Linked DNA regions of Mus musculus: region 2 is linked to region 1. The links are chromatin contacts, called in public HiChIP or PLAC-seq maps. All regions are on one chromosome and are shown on one strand. Each heading gives the region's core, a stretch centred on a gene start, on an enhancer-like site or on the middle of the called end of the contact. The rest is flanking DNA. Distances are from core to core; before and after follow the strand shown. Region 1 overlaps Gnptab (N-acetylglucosamine-1-phosphate transferase, alpha and beta subunits). Region 2 has its middle 17 kb from the start of Mybpc1.

What was found. HiChIP or PLAC-seq counts read pairs in DNA pulled down with a chosen protein or histone mark.
Region 2: an H3K27ac HiChIP or PLAC-seq map of microglia shows a contact between it and region 1, with 6 times the contacts expected there. The contact joins two enhancer-like sites. A contact is called at or near these places in 7 of 39 promoter capture datasets (the 3T3-L1 cell line, cranial neural crest, embryonic stem cells and 3 more), 1 of 484 Hi-C or Micro-C datasets (nephron progenitors) and 2 of 115 datasets of contacts at active chromatin or transcription factors (bone marrow-derived macrophages and microglia).

Annotation. Positions count from the first base shown.
Region 1 is chr10:88,387,510-88,392,156 of GRCm38.p6, reverse strand. The region is part of intron 1 of Gnptab (N-acetylglucosamine-1-phosphate transferase, alpha and beta subunits); the gene reads right to left. Among named protein-coding and RNA genes, the nearest start is that of Gnptab, 11 kb to the right of the region's middle. Within about 2 kb of position 1,881, at least 188 of the 459 cell types and tissues checked have an H3K27ac peak or open chromatin away from gene starts, as enhancers often do. A contact at or near this core is called in microglia, where this site is marked.
Region 2 is chr10:88,620,327-88,624,973 of GRCm38.p6, reverse strand. No RefSeq gene overlaps it. Among named protein-coding and RNA genes, the nearest start is that of Mybpc1, 17 kb to the right of the region's middle. Within about 2 kb of position 2,298, at least 25 of the 459 cell types and tissues checked have an H3K27ac peak or open chromatin away from gene starts, as enhancers often do. A contact at or near this core is called in microglia, where this site is marked.

The sequences.
Region 1 (4,647 bases), core at 632-3,131:
ACCATGACCCAAAGCAACTTAACATCTCATCATCAAAGGAAGTCAGGAGAGGAACTCACACAGGGCAGGAACCTGGAGGCAGGAGCTGATGCAGAGGCCATGGAGGGGTGCTGCTTACTGGCTTGCTCAGCCTGCTTTCTTATAGAACCCAGGACCACCAGCCCAGGGATAGCACTACCCACAATGGTCTGGACCCTCCCACACTAATTGATCTCTAATTAAGAAAATGCTTTAATAATACCAGCTTTAGAGACATTTGTTTTCCAATGGAGGCTCCCTCCTCTCTGAGGACTCTATCTTGTGTCAAGTTGACATAGAAACAGCCAGCACAGTCAGTGAACAAAATGAAGTTTTGATGCCATAGTATTCCTTCAACAGATGTTCACGGAACACTTACCGTTAGGGACTGCGAGCGCCCACTGCCTATTTTGCTTACTCTTGTTGATGGAGGTGTTAGTGGAGGGGCTGGCAAGCCTGCAGATGACTGGGTCTCCTGCGTGTTCCTCTCCTACGCACTTCTCCACACCCTTTCACCAGTCTAGACCAAGACTCCTGCAGATTACCATGCCTACCGCCACTCTCACAAGCTCTCTCGGGATTTCTCAAATCTTGTACCTGCTAAGGGGCCCTGACAGGTTTTGTTTCGTTTTGTTTTTGGTTATGAGGGCTGGGTTATCATCATTTAGCTGTACTCCTGGGTCTCAGGTATTAGATGCCAATACAAAACAACCTTTAATGGTTTATGCAAATCCCCAGTGCTGGGGGAAAGGTCACTACAACTACACTAGTCACCCTTATAGGAGCTTTCTCTCTAGCCAAAAGGGCTTTCACACCACACACACACACACACACACACACACACACATACACACACACAAACCTCACTTGTCTATTTTGTGTATGGCAGAGGCGTGTGAGTTCTTCAGCATATATGTAGAGAGCAGAAGAAAACATGTGGGAATCTGTTCTCTCCTTCTCCCGTGAGTCCTGGGACTCACACTCAGGTCACCAGACTTGGTGACAGGCAGGCACCTTTACTCACTGATTCCTTCATGTACCCTTCTTGATTGTTCTCCCAACATCACCGCCTTTACTCTGGTTCTTTGGTTGGGAAATGGTAGTTTCTCAATATCAGCACCACTGCTGTTGGGCCTGGATAATTCTTTTTTTTTCCTCCTTGGATATTTTATTTATTTACATTTCAACTGTTATCCCCCTTCCAGGCTTCCCCTCTGGAAATCCCCATCCCACCCACTCCTCCCCCTGCTTCTGTGAGGGTGCTCCCTGCCCAACCCATTCCCACCTCCCCACCCTGGCATTCCCCTACACTGGGGCATCCAGCCTTTGCAGGACCAAGGGCCTCAGGCCTGGATCATTCTTTGCTGCCGGGATTGTCCCGTATATTAACAGAATCCCTGGCTTCTACACATTAAAGACAGCAGCAATATTTCATTCCATGCCCAGCTAGGACCATCTAAAATGTCTCCAGATGTTGTGCAACATCCCCCCACCCCCACCCCGGGGGAAATATCACCACAAACTGAAAGTGAATGCCCAAGTCAGCTCTGCCCTCCTCTGTCCTGTCTGAGCGTTCTTGGCCTCCTGTTGAGCTTACACACCATCAAGGCAGCCATCCTGGCAGGCCACCATACAGGTCAGTGCCTCTCTCTGTCCCACCACACCCTCTACACATTTACAGTATTGCTCACAACTGTGATAAAGTAACTCTTAATGCCTCGCCGCCAGAGCTCCTTGTCAGCAAGAGCCATGTCTTCTCTTGACTACTTTGTCCCCAGGGGCCTGGCTAAGTATTTCCTAACTGCATGAATGAGCCTGGCGTTCTGTGCAGACAGCAGAATTTTAAGGTTTAAAGACGTCACCTCTGAGCCCAGGTTGCTGAGTACAGAACGGGAAGTTAAGTTTTATCTCCTGAGCAAGCTAGATCAACTGACTGGTAGCGGCAACTAAGAAGCTGCTGTGCATATAAAATAGCATGTTTCTTCTGAAGTACCAGATACAAGAAGCCACATTCCAGGGCCAAGTAAGTAATGGACCAAAACACGGAGTTTCCTATCAAGTGGGAGTTCAGCCCCACCACCGCATAAGGGTCCCAAGGCTGGGAAGCTTTACAGAAGCAACTGGTATTCTGTAACTGCCTCTCCACCTCCTCCTAGGATTAGGACAGAAACTTCTCATCCACCCCACCCCCCACCCCCAAGCCCAGGGAACAGGCTCAGCAGGATCACCAATCCAGCTCTCTACAGTTCATGATGCTGGCAAATGCCAGCCCTGCCTCACACCTGAGAAATGCAGAGGGTTGTCAGCTAACTGTCCCCAGCCGAAGGCCTGGCATCAGCTCACACTCCCTAGCTGGAGCCGCAGATGGGTATGCCACGTACCGGAAGTGGGTCACACACAGACAGAGCCCAGGACCCACCCCACCCCCACAGAGGTGGAGATAAAGATGAAAGGCTTCAGAGGCTATGGAAATGAGAGTGACATTTGGTCTCACCAGGGATGACTAAGGGACAGTTCCAAGCATGGTGGTAAGGAGTGGTCTCAATACCCTTTGAAGGTATTCAGTAGAGAGCAAACTTTGACCCCTCAGTGGACTTTGGGCACCTCAGTGGGCACCTCGGATGAGGTTACAGAGGAAGGACTTTCTGCCCTTGTTTCTTGCTGCTTTCTGCATGCTCACGGGGGAAAACAGAGGTACACTGAGCTAGGAAAGGGAAGCCTTACAAACCCATCTCCTGTCCTGAATTTTGGGTTTGCTGTGTGTTGCAGGCCTAGCGTGGGGAGGCACAAAGCATCAGCTTAGGAGCTGGAATCTGTTCCTCTCTGAGACCGACCACTCTAATGCTGAAGTAACACTATAGTTTGTAATCTGGCCTCGAACTCACAAGGATCTGCCTAGTCTAGCTCCCCATAGCTGGAATCAAGCATGAATACCACCATGCCCAGACCAACAGAGAAGGTTTTGTTACCAAGGAGCACCATACATCTTGGGCTCAACTGGCAGCCCACTATTCATAGGGACAAGCACAGTTAATGGCCTGCCCTCTATGCTCCTCATATAGGAACTTCACTGCTAGGCAGTACAAATGTCTGGGTGTCTTCAGGCACCGTTCTATGACTCAACTCATAACAGTGCCCAGAAAGAACTGCTTAGGCCTCAGGAAAGTTCTCCCTCCACTTCTGGGACACTGGTGGAACACCAGGCTGCTGCATTCTTTCTCCTGACACTATGTCTGGGCTCGGGTGGAAAGAACACCATCATGATAAATATGTATGTCTGCCACAGGAGGGAAGTATGTAAAGAAGCAGTCTTGTCAATACTTGAATTTAAGACTAAGGAGCCATGAGAAGGGGCAAGAGGCAGAGCACTGACTGCTCTTCCAGAGGTCCTGAGTTCAAATCCCAGCAACCACATGGTGGCTCGCAACCATCTGCAATGTGATCTGACGCCCTCTTCTGGTGTGTCTGAAGACAGCTACATTATACTCATGATATATATAAAATAAATATATATTTGCATTTCCCTGATGATTAAGGATGCTGAACATTTTTTCAGGTGCTTCTCAGCCATTCGGTATTCCTCAGGTGAGAATTCTTTGTTTAGCTCTGAGCCCCATTTTTTAATGGGGTTATTTGATTTTTTTGGAGTCCACCTTTTTGAGTTCTTTATATATATTGTATATTAGTCCCCTATCTGATTTAGGATAGGTAAAGATTCGTTCCCAATCTGTTGGTGGCCTTTTTGTCTTATTGACGGTGACTTTTGCCTTACAGAAGCTTTGCAATTTTATGAGGTCCCATTTGTCGATTCTCGATCTTACAGCACAAGCCATTGCTGTTCTCTTCAGGAATTTTTCCCCTGTGCCCATATCTTCGAGGCTTTTCCCCACTTTCTCCTCTATAAGTTTCAGTGTCTCTGGTTTTATGTGGAGTTCCTTAATCCACTTAGATTTGACCTTAGTACAAGGAGATAGAAATGGATCAATTCGCATTCTTCTACATGATAACTGCCAGTTGTGCCTGCACCATTTGTTGAAAATGATGTCTTTTTTCCACTAGATGGTTTTAGCTCCCTTGTCAAAGATCAAGTGACCATAGGTGTGTGGCAGTCAGATGGCTAAGATCAAAAATTCAGGTGACAGCAGATGCTGGTGAGGATGTGGAGAAAGAGGAGCACTCCTCCATTGTTGGTGGGATTGCAAGCTTGTACATACAACTACTCTGGAAATCAGTCTGGCGGTTCCTCAGAAAATTGGACATAGTACTACCAGAGGATCCCGCAATACCTCTCCTGGGCATATATACAGAAGATGTTCCAACCAGTCAGAAGGACACATGCTCCACAATGTTCATAGCAGCCTTATTTATAATAGCCAGAAGCTGGAAAGAACCCAGGTGCCCCTCAACAGAGGAATGGATACAGAAAATGTGGTACATTTACACAATGGAGTACTACTCAGCTATTAAAAAGAACGAATTTATGAAATTCCTAGGCAAATGGATGGACCTGGAGGGCATCATCCTGAGTGAGGTAACCCAATCACAAAGGAACTCACATGATATGTACTCACTGATAAGTGGATATTAGCCCAGATACTTAGAATACCCAAGATATAAGATACAATTTGT
Region 2 (4,647 bases), core at 1,049-3,548, 230 kb before region 1:
AGGGCTTTCAAGAGAACCCAAGAGCATCTTTCTGTGCAATAGCTATTAACACCCCTCCTACCCACAGTTCCAGATGATTCTCTGTAATCTAATCCCCCAACGCTTGTTCCTCCTAAACTTCCAGCCACTGGCTGTCCCCAGCTACTGTCTTCCTGGATTGTCTAACTTAAGCAAGAAACCTTTCTCTTTAGGGCTTTGAGAGAAGGAAGAATTCCCTTTGGCACACTGGAAAGGAAAATAAAATTGTAGGTGTTCCCTTGCCACTGTCCCTCCCTCCCTCCACCCCCCCCCCCGATTTTTCTCATCGCAACGATGTTTGGTAACAGTAGGAGAAATCGTGCCAGTCAGATCAAAAGTAAGGGAACACCAAGGGAAGAGTGGAAAGACACGTGAAAGCAGGGACAGGGACAGGGACGGCAGGTGGGTCTGTCAGAGCAGAGAGCAGGAGGGGATTACACAACAGTCTCGCTGTAACTTAAAATACCATCTCCTGGCGGGTGTACTGCCGGAGGCTCCTGGTGTGGGAGAATTTGTACAACTGTTCAGTGGTGTCCCCAGGAGCATGAAAAGATGGAACACTGCAGAAAGTTAAGTGTCACTAGAGACAGTGGGTTATTGAGGAAAATCACACCAGGAATCAGCACAGCACCTGATCTTGCCAAAACGAATACGATTATTATTGGGAAAGGAAAGTAAGACCTGAGGCCCCGTGTGCAAACTCGCTTGTGTGTGCTCCAGCATTCAGGATTCATACAGCCAGACAGTCTGAAGTCATATCTACACAGCCTACTAACAAACAAAATACAGAAGCCTTTATTCCCAAGTTTCTGTATCTGTAAAATAGGACTGATAATAATTTTTACACACAGGGCTATTATATTATATAATTTATTATATAAATTGTACCAGTAGTAAAAAAAAAACCCCACTCATTATTACAGTAGCCCTGAGATAGAGCCAAGAATGGTCTTTATTATTATTATCATTACTACTACTACTACTACTATTATTATTATTATTATTATTATTTTATTTTTATTATTATTTATCTGAGACAGGATCTTACTGTATAGCTCTGACTGTCCTGGAACTTAGTACATAGACCATGCTAAACCTTAAATTCAGAGATTTGTTTGCCTCTGTTTCCTGGGGGGCTAGGGTTAAAGGCACGCACCACCATGCCCCGCTGCTTTCTTCTCTCAGTCATGGAACTGAAACAGGAATAGAGTAAAAGGAAAAGGAGAGAGGCTGGGGAGACTTCCTTCCTAGTTCAGATGCTGCTGTGGTAATAAATTACTTGCAAATGGAGCAGTGCAGACTACTGGCCAGCCATTTGCTGCTACCATTAGCACATCGGGTATCAGAAGCCAAAATCCAAACTCTCGGGTGAGGCCATTTGAGCCTATATTTATAACTACTCTGGTTGTCTGCAGCTGATGTGAAAGATACTTACTCGCTTGGGAACACCGTCAAGTTCACAAGTGCTACAGAGTGTTTCCACGGTGGCTACGAGTAACGTTGAGCTCGGAAGCTTCTTGGTAGTGTCCAGCTGACTGTGGAATTTGTTCAACCAGCAAACTAACATCGATGTGCCTACCCCTAACCTCCCTTTCCCTCGTCCCCCTCCTCTTTGGAAGGGTCACTCACACAAAGTTGATCAGGTTACCCTCAAAGTTCTCCTGAGGTATAGGCCACCATGCCTTTCATTTACTTATCTTGAAAAATATTTTATCCTCTTATTTATGTATTAAACGAGTTCTTCTGTATTTGACGTAGCAAAGACTCAAAGACTGGAATTGTCTTAAACTGCTTATTTGCAAGGAAAATTGGCTTTGGGTATGCGCCCTTGGCATCCCCCTGCCCCATCCCCAAATCCAACTCCCTACCAAAAGAACCCAGAACGACATCTTAAGGGCAGTGCTAGAAAAATCCTAGTTTGACTGAAGTTATGAGGATTTTTTGGTTACTGAACGTGTCACCAACTAAATCAGACATGCATTTGTTATGTGACGTCATCCCTTCCAAATGCTCTCCGAGGCAAGGGGGAAGTGAGGCTAAACGTGGTTCTGGACTTGGAGTGGCTCCAAGGAAACGTAGACCACCGCTAGCCTTTTGGTTGGAGTTGCCTCTGTGTCTGAGTACTTGAGCCACTTCATGCCCGTGTGCGACAGGATAAGGCGAGGAGAGGTTCCCTGTTCAGGGTTCAAGTGCTCTCGTGACTATCCTAAAATAACACTGAGCGTGATACAGTAGAACTTCACGTAGCTAAGTGTACAGGCTTTCGACTCGACCTTGTCACCCAATCATCGCTCTTCCCGGCTCAAACAAGCTGAGCTGCTGAACAGAATTTTCCATCATCACTGTGTGGCAGAACCCTTGCGCTTCTGCGTTTCCTTTTCCACTTTGCAGTACATCAGCTAGGCTTTCCTAGCTCCCAAATGTTTTCCTAGCGACTTATACCGCTCCTTGCCCGCGGGAGAATCTATTTTTCTATGACTTTGCCTACTTCTTTCGCAAGAATTATAATTACTTTTACATAGCCTTTTTTACTCACGCCGCCAGGTACACCACTGTATTCCCATAGCCAAGTCGTTATGCCTCATTGAGCATTAAAGAAATCTGATCGTTTCCTTGGTCTCTATTTTGGAAGATACAGGAGCGTTTCCCTTAGCGACAGCATGCAGCAATATTTAAACGAGGCTGACAAAGAGGAAGAGTTTGGGTGGAAAAGGAAACCTCTAAATGCCTTGTTTTAACTTACACGAAGATGCGGCATAGGAGATAAAAATGAGAGATTTTTCTTTAAAACTGAATAACCTCTGATGGAGGTGATTATGACCCAAACACATGTGTGAAATTCACAAAGGATAAAAAAGATAAATAAGCAACAGGCTAACGTTGCTTGGGGTTCAAATGGTTTAAAAAAACAAAAACAAACAAAAACAGAACAAAACAAAACAAAACAAAAATACTATTTTATGTATTTTGCCCGCGCATACTCTGTGTACCACATGCCTGTCTGGTGCACGAGGAAGCCAGACATATGTGTTGGATCCTCGAGAGGTGGAGTTACAGATGGTTGTAAACCACCATGTGGGTAGCCAGGTCCTCTGGATGTCAGATCCAGGACCTCTGGAAGAGCAACTGCGCTGAGCCATCTCGCTAGCTCCCAAGTGCTTTTAAAAATAATAAAAACTGGGTAATTTCTGAAGAAAAGCCGCACATAAGCTATATGTGTACAGGACTGTGGGGAAATTATACAGAGAATGAGTCCTGCAGTTTGGGATTGTTTGATTTTTTTTTTCCTCCTATAGTGAATGGAATTTTTAATTTTCTATAGCTTTTTAACATCTGACCGATAGCTTTATGGTTCATGCTCTCAGCCCTTTATTTCAAGTGTCTTTTTTATAGAATGAGTTTCTAGAAGAGGAAACAAATAAGAGGAAATAAACAAATTTTGTTATTCATATAAACAAAGCAATGTTTCCTCTTGTTCCTGTTTTTGTTGGTGGTGGTCTTGTTTGCTTGGTTTTTTGTTGTTGTTGTTGTTGTTGTTCTTTTACTTTGTCTGTTTAGAGTAGATGCTATTTTCATCCTGTTTGCTCTTTGTTTGTTTGTTTGTTTGTTTGTTTGAGGCCTGGTCTCACTATAGATTATATTTATTTGTTTGTTTGCTTGTTTGTTGTTTATTTATTTATTCATTTAATTATTTATTTAGAGATAAGGTCTCACTATGTAGACCAGGCTAGCCTGCACCTCCCTATGTAGACCAGGCTGACTTCCACTGGTCTCTACCTCCTGAGTACTGGGATCAAAAGCCAGTACTACCACACTAGCTCCAAACTCACTTTGAATTCATTATATAGACCAGGTGTCCTCAGACTTAAGGTCCCTTTGTCATAACATCCCCCTGGTTGGCATTACGGGTGATGTCATCAGCTTCATTTCCATATTGGGCAATACACAAACCACCTGTAACTCCAGCTCCAGGGACTCTGATGCCCTCTTCTGGACCCCGCAGATATGTGCATATGCACATACACATAATTAAAAATATTTTAAAAGATGAGTGTCTGTTTTCTTTCTTTTCTAAATCCTGGCTGCAAATAATACATGACGTGAAAAATGAGAAGATATTATAATACAGGTCAGCAGCAAATCTTCTCTCAAGGTGTGTAAATACATTGTTTCATATTAATATGTATAACTACTTTTTTAATTATTATTTTTTGAGTTTTGAGACAGGTTTTACTCTGTAGCCCTGGCTGGCCTGGAATGCATTATGTAGACCAGGCTGGCCTTGAACTTGGGGAAATAGCTTCTGCTTTCTGAGAGCTGAGATTATAGGTGTGCATCACTATGACTGGCCTCATCATTATTTTTTATGGCTATTATCTCTTCAGCATATGCCATTTAGTTATGTAGCATTTATAAATAATACCTGTTAAGTAGTACACAATAATTAATTAGATTCCCATTATTGGAGCTAAAGACTTATTTTCTATTTGTTTGGTTAATTTATTTACTTGTCTATTTTTCAGCCAGGGTCTCACCATGTAACCCTTGTATGTAAGGCCTTGTGTTCTTCCTGCAGCCTCTGTGTGCTAACCTGAAAGGCAGCTGCCACTACACACCATGGCTCATTTT